Regions from separate parts of the Mus musculus genome. Here region 1 is linked to region 2. The links are chromatin contacts, called in public Hi-C maps. All regions are on one chromosome and are shown on one strand. Each heading gives the region's core, a stretch centred on a gene start, on an enhancer-like site or on the middle of the called end of the contact. The rest is flanking DNA. Distances are from core to core; before and after follow the strand shown. Region 1 has its middle 58 kb from the start of n-TGccc3. Region 2 holds the start of Bach2os (BTB and CNC homology 2, opposite strand).

What was found. Hi-C and Micro-C count contacts between places; a contact is called where the count stands out from the background.
Region 1: a contact with region 2 is called in a Hi-C map of liver, with 3 times the contacts expected there. The contact joins the enhancer-like site here to the promoter of Bach2os in region 2. A contact is called at or near these places in 7 of 39 promoter capture datasets (the C10 cell line, cranial neural crest, embryonic stem cells and 4 more), 11 of 484 Hi-C or Micro-C datasets (3T3-L1-derived adipocytes, CD4 T cells, CD8 T cells and 5 more), 12 of 115 datasets of contacts at active chromatin or transcription factors (CD8 T cells, Th17 cells, Th2 cells and 8 more) and 3 of 9 other capture datasets (adipose tissue, embryonic stem cells and liver).

What each region holds. Positions count from the first base shown.
Region 1 is chr4:32,286,186-32,290,498 of GRCm38.p6, reverse strand. It overlaps a transcript of Bach2 not described here. Among named protein-coding and RNA genes, the nearest start is that of n-TGccc3, 58 kb to the right of the region's middle. Within about 2 kb of position 2,183, at least 83 of the 459 cell types and tissues checked have an H3K27ac peak or open chromatin away from gene starts, as enhancers often do. A contact at or near this core is called in CD8 T cells, Th17 cells, Th2 cells and 5 more, where this site is marked.
Region 2 is chr4:32,570,320-32,574,998 of GRCm38.p6, reverse strand. It overlaps Bach2os (BTB and CNC homology 2, opposite strand), which reads left to right and starts at 3,337. Exons shown (of 5, transcript NR_026843.1): 1 at 3,337-3,415. All of the region lies in intron 3 of Bach2 (BTB and CNC homology, basic leucine zipper transcription factor 2), which reads right to left.

The sequences.
Region 1 (4,313 bases), core at 934-3,433, 280 kb after region 2:
TAAAGCTGGAGACTATGTGGCCAGGAGCCTAGGCAAAGCTATTCTCCCTTACCCAGGAACATCAGGGAGAGTGTTTTTAAGGCCTGGGAGGAGTTTAAAGTACAAAAAAGTGTTTCAAAGTTAAATATTCATTTCCTACTACATGCTGCTAGGACCAAATGTATCTAACAGGCTCAGAGACATCCTGGTTCTCTGACTTCTCTGTAAGCCACACAAAATTCCCCAGCTGTTGGGCCCAGGATAGTTTATTTCCTTAGACTCCCTCTATTTCCTGCCACTTTAGATACCTCACAGAATGGTTCCTTCTGGTTTTAACCAGATAAGTGCTGAGAGCTCGCTGTGACACCACTACTCTCGGTGAGCATGTTTTGTATTGCAAGAGCATCTAGCCATATCTATTGGGCTTGTAGCATGACAGAGCTTGAGAGAACAGAAATGTCTCCCAGAACAACCCCTCCAAACCACCGAATTACACCACAGTCCCTTCTTGCCAACTTTTCTGAATGAACCTGTTAGGAAATATCAAGATCTACCGTGTGTTCTGGCCACAAACCCTCTGACAAGGAAGAAGGCTATAGAGAAGGTTAAGTCCAGAGCAGAGCGCCATTGAGACAGAGACTGAAGGCTCTGAAAAAGGTGTGTGTTAGGGGCGTGGGGGTGTGGGGGTGTGTGGAATGATCACAGAATAAAGTGGAACACCCAACAAGGTCTTGCAGGGACAGCCAATGAGTCTGAATTTAAAAAGCAATTGGTCATGCATTAATACTTAATGGGCCTCATTACTGTTTAGACTAAATCAAAGCAATAGATATCTTCCTTAGTCAAATTTATTTATGCTAAGCACAAAATAATATTCCTTATAAATCTATGGAATTTTCATAAGTCTTAAATTCTTCCCAGGGAAATGTAGCTCCCTCTGTCAATTATCCATCTATCCACCCATCACAGGAACAAAAATTCAAGGAACTCCTTAAAGCATGCAAAGAAAAATTATGAAAAGACACACACCAGCCAGATACATTTCAGGAGTGGTTGCCATAGAAACTCGTCAGTAGGTTTCATTTTTAGAGTTGTGCCTTTTGATAAAATAGTAAGTTTCTTGGAGTATTACACACACACACACACACACACAAATAGCACAACTGCTGATGCCCAACTAAAATGCTTTACAACTACTTATTTAAACGAGTTCTCCTTTTAGGATGCCAATTATCTGTAAAGAAAACAATCCACCCTAATGAGCTGGCTGCCAAGGCTCACTCTTCCTCACTCCTAGGTATTTCATATTGAGTAGAAGCTGAAGTGCGGCTGGTGTAGGCATGAAGAGGTCAGGTACTTGTCAGGAACCTAAGAAAATAAGACCTGGTGTCGAGAGGCTCCTGACAGCTTTCAGCCACTGGTGCTAACATCTTCCAGGCTATCTGGACAACTGCTTGCTTGTTCAAAGGCTTTATTAGTTAGGTCTCCCTTTTCTATGACAAGGTGGCTCTCCATCACCTGTGAGAAATGATACTATGTTTCATCTTGGGGGAAGATACTGTAACACTGCCACTGTACAGAGCTCAGCCACTATCTCCTTTTCATTTGTATTAAACAACTGCTTGCTGTGGGTCTGAGTTCAGAAAGCACATACTGCACTTCCCGTTCTGAAAATTAAGGAAATTACACATTCTAACATAGAATCAGAACAGTAGTCACTAATTCAGACACTACTTTTCAAGTACAGGCAGCAGGTTAGTTATCACAATGCATTTTTTTTTCCTGATCAAAAGGCATCTGTGTTTGTAGATGAGGGCCAAAATAATCTTTGGATTACAATCAATAGACAATCATCGCATCTGACGTGTGCCAGGAGGGGCCTAACAATTGCTTAACCTGGCCTGTAAAGTATCTTTGAGTCATAAGCCTGGCAATCTCTGAAATGGGGGCTGCTGGGTTCCGTTTTCTATCAGCTGGGAACACCCTGGCTTCAGACCAAGAAGCCAGTCCTCTCTAAACAATAAAATCAGCAACCATCCTGACTTCCTAGACACACGAAGTAAATCACATTAGCAGCTGAGGAGAGGCGATGAACTTTCTGTTTGAAGGGCAACTAGCCAAGAAAACAAGGAAGGATCAACTGAAAATGTCACGGCAGAGCCTGAGCCAGGTGCTGGCTCTAGAATGACTGACAGGTCCCTGTGAAGAATCCAGGGAGCAGAGCTACCACTCTGAAGCAATACCGAGCTCCCTTTTCCCCTTAAAATGATACAAGTTTGTGTACACATATTTTAACAATTTCTGGCAAAGTGCACGTGTGTATCTATGGTTAGATATGACTAAGAAATTTTATCTGTATGACTAAGAGATGATGGTTATCTCTGGAAGGATCAAAGGTCGTGTTTGTTTTGATATTTTCCCTAGGCTCAGCACTGGCATTCATGATCTCTTACAGAAAGGAAGATAAGCGCACACACACACACACACACACACACACAGAGTTTTTTTTTTTTTTAAAAGGTCAACTATGGGATAAGAATTAGTCAAACAGTGGCACTAGGAAAACAATCAAAGCAGTCCCTGAGTGTCTGTGGGGACTCGTGAATGTCCAGTTCCAAGAAGGCTCAAACGCCTTATATAAAATGGCCCGACATCTGCATGTAACCCACAAATCCACCTGTGAACTTTAAATGCGCTGCAGAGTCCTCACAAGGCTAACATAATGTAAAAGCCACGTAAACAGCCATGCCATCCTGCCTAGGGAATGACAAGGAAAGCAGGGTCTGTGTATGCTCAGCACAGATCAGTTTTTCCCAAACATCTTCAAGTTCATTGTCTATATCAGGGGATGTGCAGCCCATCAGATACAAGCGGATGTGGCAGATCAAACCTCTATTTCATTCCTGGTGGGCAAAACAGTGACACAAACAGTACAGAAAAGGGAAAAAAAGAAAAAGAAACAGAGGAAGTATTTCCAAAATGCAACAGGAAATCTGAAAATAAGTATGAATGAATATTTTATACTGAGTTAAATATTTTTAAATTAATCTTATAGGTCACAAGTGTACATTAATTTTAAAAGTTCCTTATGTACTAATTATGGCTTAGGTCCAAATATAGTTTAATATAAGATATGTTGAAGTCAATCAAAGGATATTGTTTGGAGAATTCATTTCGCCTCACAAAAGAACCTGCAGTGGGTTGTAAAGCAATTCTACCCACAATGCCCTATGTTCCTCGTCTTAAAGAGGTAAACAAGTTGCACGAAGTTTTTTGAATTTTTAATTTTTAATTAACTTTATTACAAAAACTTGCAAATAAATATCACAGACCAAAAGGGACCAGAGCCAAGCTCTTTACATTCCCATGAACTTGGATACACTTAGGAAAGCATTCCGAAGCGGGAGAGCTTCGCGTTACATTTTACACTTTCACTAGGGACTAATTTCAATGCGAATTTTTAAAATATTTATGTGATAATTAACTTTTCAAGTGTTAAGAATACTTTGGTTGGCTTAGGACTAAATCCATACTGAATTAATATTTCTCTAACTACCTTGATATTTGATTGATTATATTAAGAAGAGAACACACAGACATTTGTTCCTTCTTTAGCCTCTCTATAATGTAGGAGATGCTTACAAGGCTCTTAAGCTAAAGAAGAGAAACCATAACTTCAAATATCCCAAAGTTTCATTACAGAGTGAGCAAGCACTGACTCCCGAAGACATGGTCTACGTTAGCCCCTCAGCAGGCAGACGCCCTCTTTGAGAAGTAGTCGGAATGATCGATCATCCACCACACTAGCTTTGCCTTGCAAGGTCTGTGCCCTTCTCTCCTGAATCACAGATATCTGCAGCCTAAAAGATGGAAGCCAAATGTCAGGACTGCCTTCTGCCAAACATACTTGAGAAGCCAGATGGCTAACCACTAAAATAATATACTATTTCCAAAGCCAAGAGTGTAATACATTTGAATCTTATCACTTCTCCATATAGAACTCCGTTTGGAACATTGAGACTTAACTAGATGAGCACACACTTCCCATATAATGTATATACGATAGGATAGTGTGTATACGATAACAATGAGATTACAACAGTGTATCATTTCAGCTACTGTTCTGTTGGGTTGGTGGCATTTAACACAGAAAAAAATGACCCAATCACTTCAGTAGCAACTTCTCCAAATAGCTGCATTTCCAATCGCCTCACTCAGGCAGGTGGGGGCAGTTTGGGAAAGGCAACCACAAACATTTATGCTAGCTTTGCTGTTAACAAGCAGGCTGGAGCCAGACTGTACCATAGCAATCTCCTCCTTCCCAAAGGATTTCA
Region 2 (4,679 bases), core at 2,088-4,587:
GCCTACTGAGGGCACTGGGAACTGAACTTGGGTCCTCTGCAGGAGCAGCATACACTGTCAACTGCAGAGCCATCTGTCCAGTCAAATATCATTTTCTTGTTTGTATTTCTATTTTATTTTTAATTTTATGTGTGTGGGTGTTTTGCATGCATGCATCTCTGTGCACCTTGTTTGTGTGGTGCCCATGGAGGCCAGAAGATGGTGCTGGAGTCCTTGTGACTGGAATTATAGAACTGGTTGAGTCACCATGCAGGAGCTGGGAGTTGAACCTGGGACCTCTGGAAGAGCAGCCAGTGCTCTTAACTGCTGAGCCAGCTCTCCAGTCTCCAAACCTCTTTTTAAGATGAGCAAGTCATGGGAAGTACTGAAAGCAAGTAGTGATTAATACTTCTCTTATTTCCAATACAAGTAAGATGAAATATTCGTATAACCAAACAGTACAAACACACACAAGTCGGCCAGCCTGGTGGTGTATAGCTCTAATCCCAACACTCAGGAGGATTGCCATGCATCTGAGCATAGCATGGGCTACAGAGTAAGTGGGGAGCCAGTCTGGCCTACATAGTGAGACCTTGTCTCAACACACACACACACACACACACACACACACACACACAGATTATAATGTTATCATTTCCTGAGGTTCCTTTGAAGCAAATGGCATTAAAAATATTGTAAACTGTGTTAGTTCTTCCAATGTTGCAGAACTTTTGTAAGAAAGACCATGGTTTATCAAAGCCCCTGCTACAAGACACACAACCGGAATTCAACAAAATGGCCAAAGTGATCTTCTAAAGACCGATGTACAGATGGGGAAGGAAGACTGAGCCCAGCACACCTTGAAGACACTGCAGAGATGCACCAGTCAGTGAGAGTCTTTTTTACTCACACAGAACCCAAGGTGACATCCTGGGTAGGAGGAGTCAGAGCTGGGCTTTAGTTCTCACACAGGAGAGAGGTGACATCACCCCTCTGACCCTCAGTGTCCTCGTGCAAAACAAGGTACGCTTCTCAGGTTAGTGTTATGCTAGGCACTTTGTCAGGATATGGTTTTTAAAATTACGTTTTCTTTTACAGGGTAATTCTGTTATTTCTCTGACACGATGCATATTCCTTCCTTCTGATAAACACCTTGCTGGACGATGTCATGTGTTCTCGAAGTTAAGCCTTGAAGGGCACTGAGACTTGTACTTTGTCCTGTTTCACTGGCTGCTCAGTAGGGCAGACCTGGCATCTCCAGCTCACAGCACTATCCTGCCAGTTCTGTGAATGGAAGCATGCTCATTGCTTATGAGGTTTTATTTAATTATTCTGAACTCAGTTCACTCCTCTAGCTAGACAGGCCCTGGGAATGACACTCAGTTTCCATGCTTAGTGGCTGCCCCTTTTACCCGAGGAACCACCTTGCCAGCCCAGAAGTGAATTCTTGAAGCCACTGAGACCCGCAGAGGACTGTAACCCCAGCCAACACCCGATCTGAGCCAGAAATGCTCATGAGGGCCAGCTCAGTTCCTGACACACAGAACGTGTGAGAGCTGTTGAATGACCACTGCTACTGTAAGCCATTAAGGTTTAGGCACGATTCCTACTTTTAAGTCCTTCACAAGTCAAGGTAAATATTTTTAAAAGAGAGGATGGCAGGGGTGGGAGAGATGGCTCGATAGTTAAGAACACCTGCTATTCTTCCAGAGGACCCAGGTTTGATTTCCAGCACACACACACACACACACACACACACACACACACGAACATACATGGCAGCTCACAATCATCTGTGGCTACAGTTTCAGGGAATCCAATACCCTCTTCTGGTCTCTGTTGGCCCCAGACACACACGTGGTACAGACAGACATACACACAAACAACTATAAAATAGAAATAAATAAATAAAACTCCACAACAATGAAGAGAGGATATCACAACTCTGGAGGTGTCTTCTCTGTTGTTTAATTTTAGTATGTATTATTTTGTAAGAACGGCAACTATGGAGACCTGATGCAGGGAGTGGTCCTCATCTATAAACACAAGAAGTGAAGGTATGGAAATTAGGAATTCAAGGTCATCCTTAGCTACAAACTGACAAACTGAGTTTAAGGCCAGCATGGGCTACTGAAGACCCTAATTGTTTTGTGTGAAAACATTGACTTTGTGTCTGATGCAGAAGCTGAGAGCAAGCCCAGGCTCTCTCTCTCTCTAGGGCCTTGTCAGTCTCCATGGGGTTTGGAGTTCAGGTCGGTGACATTTTTAAAAAATGATTTATTTATTTTATATATTTGAGTACACTGTCACTGTCTTTAGACACATCAGAAGAGGACTTCAGATACCATTACAGATGGTTGAGAACCACTGTGTGGGTGCTGGGAATTGAACTCAGGACCTCCGGAAGAGCAGCTGGCGCTCTTAACCACTGAGCCATCTCTCCAGCCCCAGGTCTGTGACTTTTAACAGCTTCTCTCTGCCCTTCCTTGCTAAGGCGGTGCTGATGGTTTGGGAACTTCTGCAGTTACATCTGTTTCTGCAACTCCTGCACAGTTATGACCTCAGCAATCTTAGCACTTGGGAGGAGGTGGAGGCAGGAAGATTAAGGCCACCCTCAGAGGCCTGTGGAGTTCCAGGCCAGCCCAGGCTATTAGACCCAGCTCAGGTTGCTTAGGTTTTTTTCTCATATTCAATTTCTTGGCTTGGCCAGCAGATGGCAATGTAAGCCTAAATGTCATGTGCTAGGCTAACCTTTAATACTAACACCAGTCAGAGAGGCTAAACTTACAAGTGTATGTCAGTCAGGTGTGTTGTGTTACACCTTTAATCCCAGCACTTGAGAGGCAGAGGCAGGTGGATCTCTGAGTTTGAGCCTAGCCAAGGTTAAATACCGAGAGCTTGTTTCAGAAAAACTCAACCAACACCCCCACCCCTGCAAGAAACCAAAAAATTGAAAGCGGCCACATTAAATAAAGTAAAAACAAAACAAAACAAAACAATCCAGGTGAGTTTCATTTTAAGAACATGTCATTTATCCCAGTGTATAAAATATTTCTAATGTAATCTATACAAGTTATTTACAAAAAATTCAATGATGAAAAATTAAAATCTAAAGCACATTTTATTGTTCCAGTATTGTTCCACAATTCAGATGGGTCCCCACAAAAGGCTTGCTAGACATGTGTAGGACGTGCCCAGGAATCTTACAGATCTCTCAGGAAAAAGAGTCACTGGAGAAAGCATGTGGGCCTGGGTTTATTGGTGAAGAAAGCAACTTCCTGTTAGGATTCAGAGGGTGGAGTGTTGAGTCTGTGTTCTTTAAGAGGTCAAGGGTATGGCTAGTCTGCCCTGAATCTGGGAGTTATCTGTTGGTTGCATCAGATAGTCATGAGGCTCAGTCCTGGTATTTGTGCCCAGTTGATCACCATGCACAAAGGTAAGCACACTAAAGAATCATTTGCCTTTCCTAGGGCCGGGTGAAAATTCTGTCGGGTTACTTCCTAGCTGTGCACTTACTCCATGTGGCACTTACTATGCCTCCCATGTGGTGAGTGCAGGCAGGACAAATGGCTCCTTTGCAGGCTGTTGGAAAGGCCTTTGCCTGTGGGGCTGTTTCTCCTAGGCTTCCAATGATACAGTGCACTGTTTATCTCCATTTTCCAAGCTTTGGATAACAGACACTCAGATCCTAGATGGTGCCCCAGCAGCACACAGGTCGTCAGTTGGAGACATAGCACCTGGGCATCACAAAAGCTGTGCACCCTTGGGGCTCAGGGGACTTCTATTTCCACTGACAGCAGAGCCATCTTACTTCAGCTCCAGACTGTATTTGCTTACTTGCAGAAAGAAAACATGCCACAGAGCAGATCACAAGGAAAGTCTAAAGGGCTTCCGCACCGAGCGCTACTGTATTTAAAGCCATCTAGACAGCAAACACAGACCAGGTAGACAGGATGGAAGGTTGGCGGGGGAAAGGGAAAATCAACAATGGCAGTGTCAAAGTCCTTGGAGCAAAAGCAAACCACACATGGAATTTCATCAGGGATTGTTGCAATCGGGCTTCGTTTTTAAAGACGGTCAGTGGAGAAGAAAACAGTCAGCCATACATCTTCTTCTCTCTCAGGGGGAAGGGAGCCCTCACTCTTGTGCTGGGTTCTGTTTGTAGATCTGCTAGCCACACAGCAAGGAGGAACTTACACTGACCAGCAGGTGGGAGCACCTGCCTTGTTCCTCAAGGGATGCGGAGGCTCAACCTCAGCCCTCGGCTGTTTCCAAGGCAACGGGCGGGCATTCCTGGAGATGAGGGGCAGCCCTGGGCCTTTCCAGAGGAATATTTTCACAAGCTTTTGTGTGCATCCATGTACCCCACACAGGGCTGAAAACTAGGTAATGTGACAACGTCTTGGAAAGCCGACCAGCTGCGAGAAAGCTCACGCCTCTGCTCTTTCCTCCAGGAGATTAATACAACGTACACAAGCTTGTACAGCTTGCTGTTTGAGTCAGTGCTCCTGCCTAACATATCCTTCCAGACGGTACTTCTCATCAGAGGTGTTTACTCTCTGGGTCCCCAGAGACAGCACAGAGTAGACAATATGACACAATGAAACATTCTGCTAACTCTCGCCCCCACCTGTCCGAATAGCCTGCTGTTATGGCCAGTGGACTCTGGGCAGGGAGGCTGCACGGTAGACAGGCCTGGG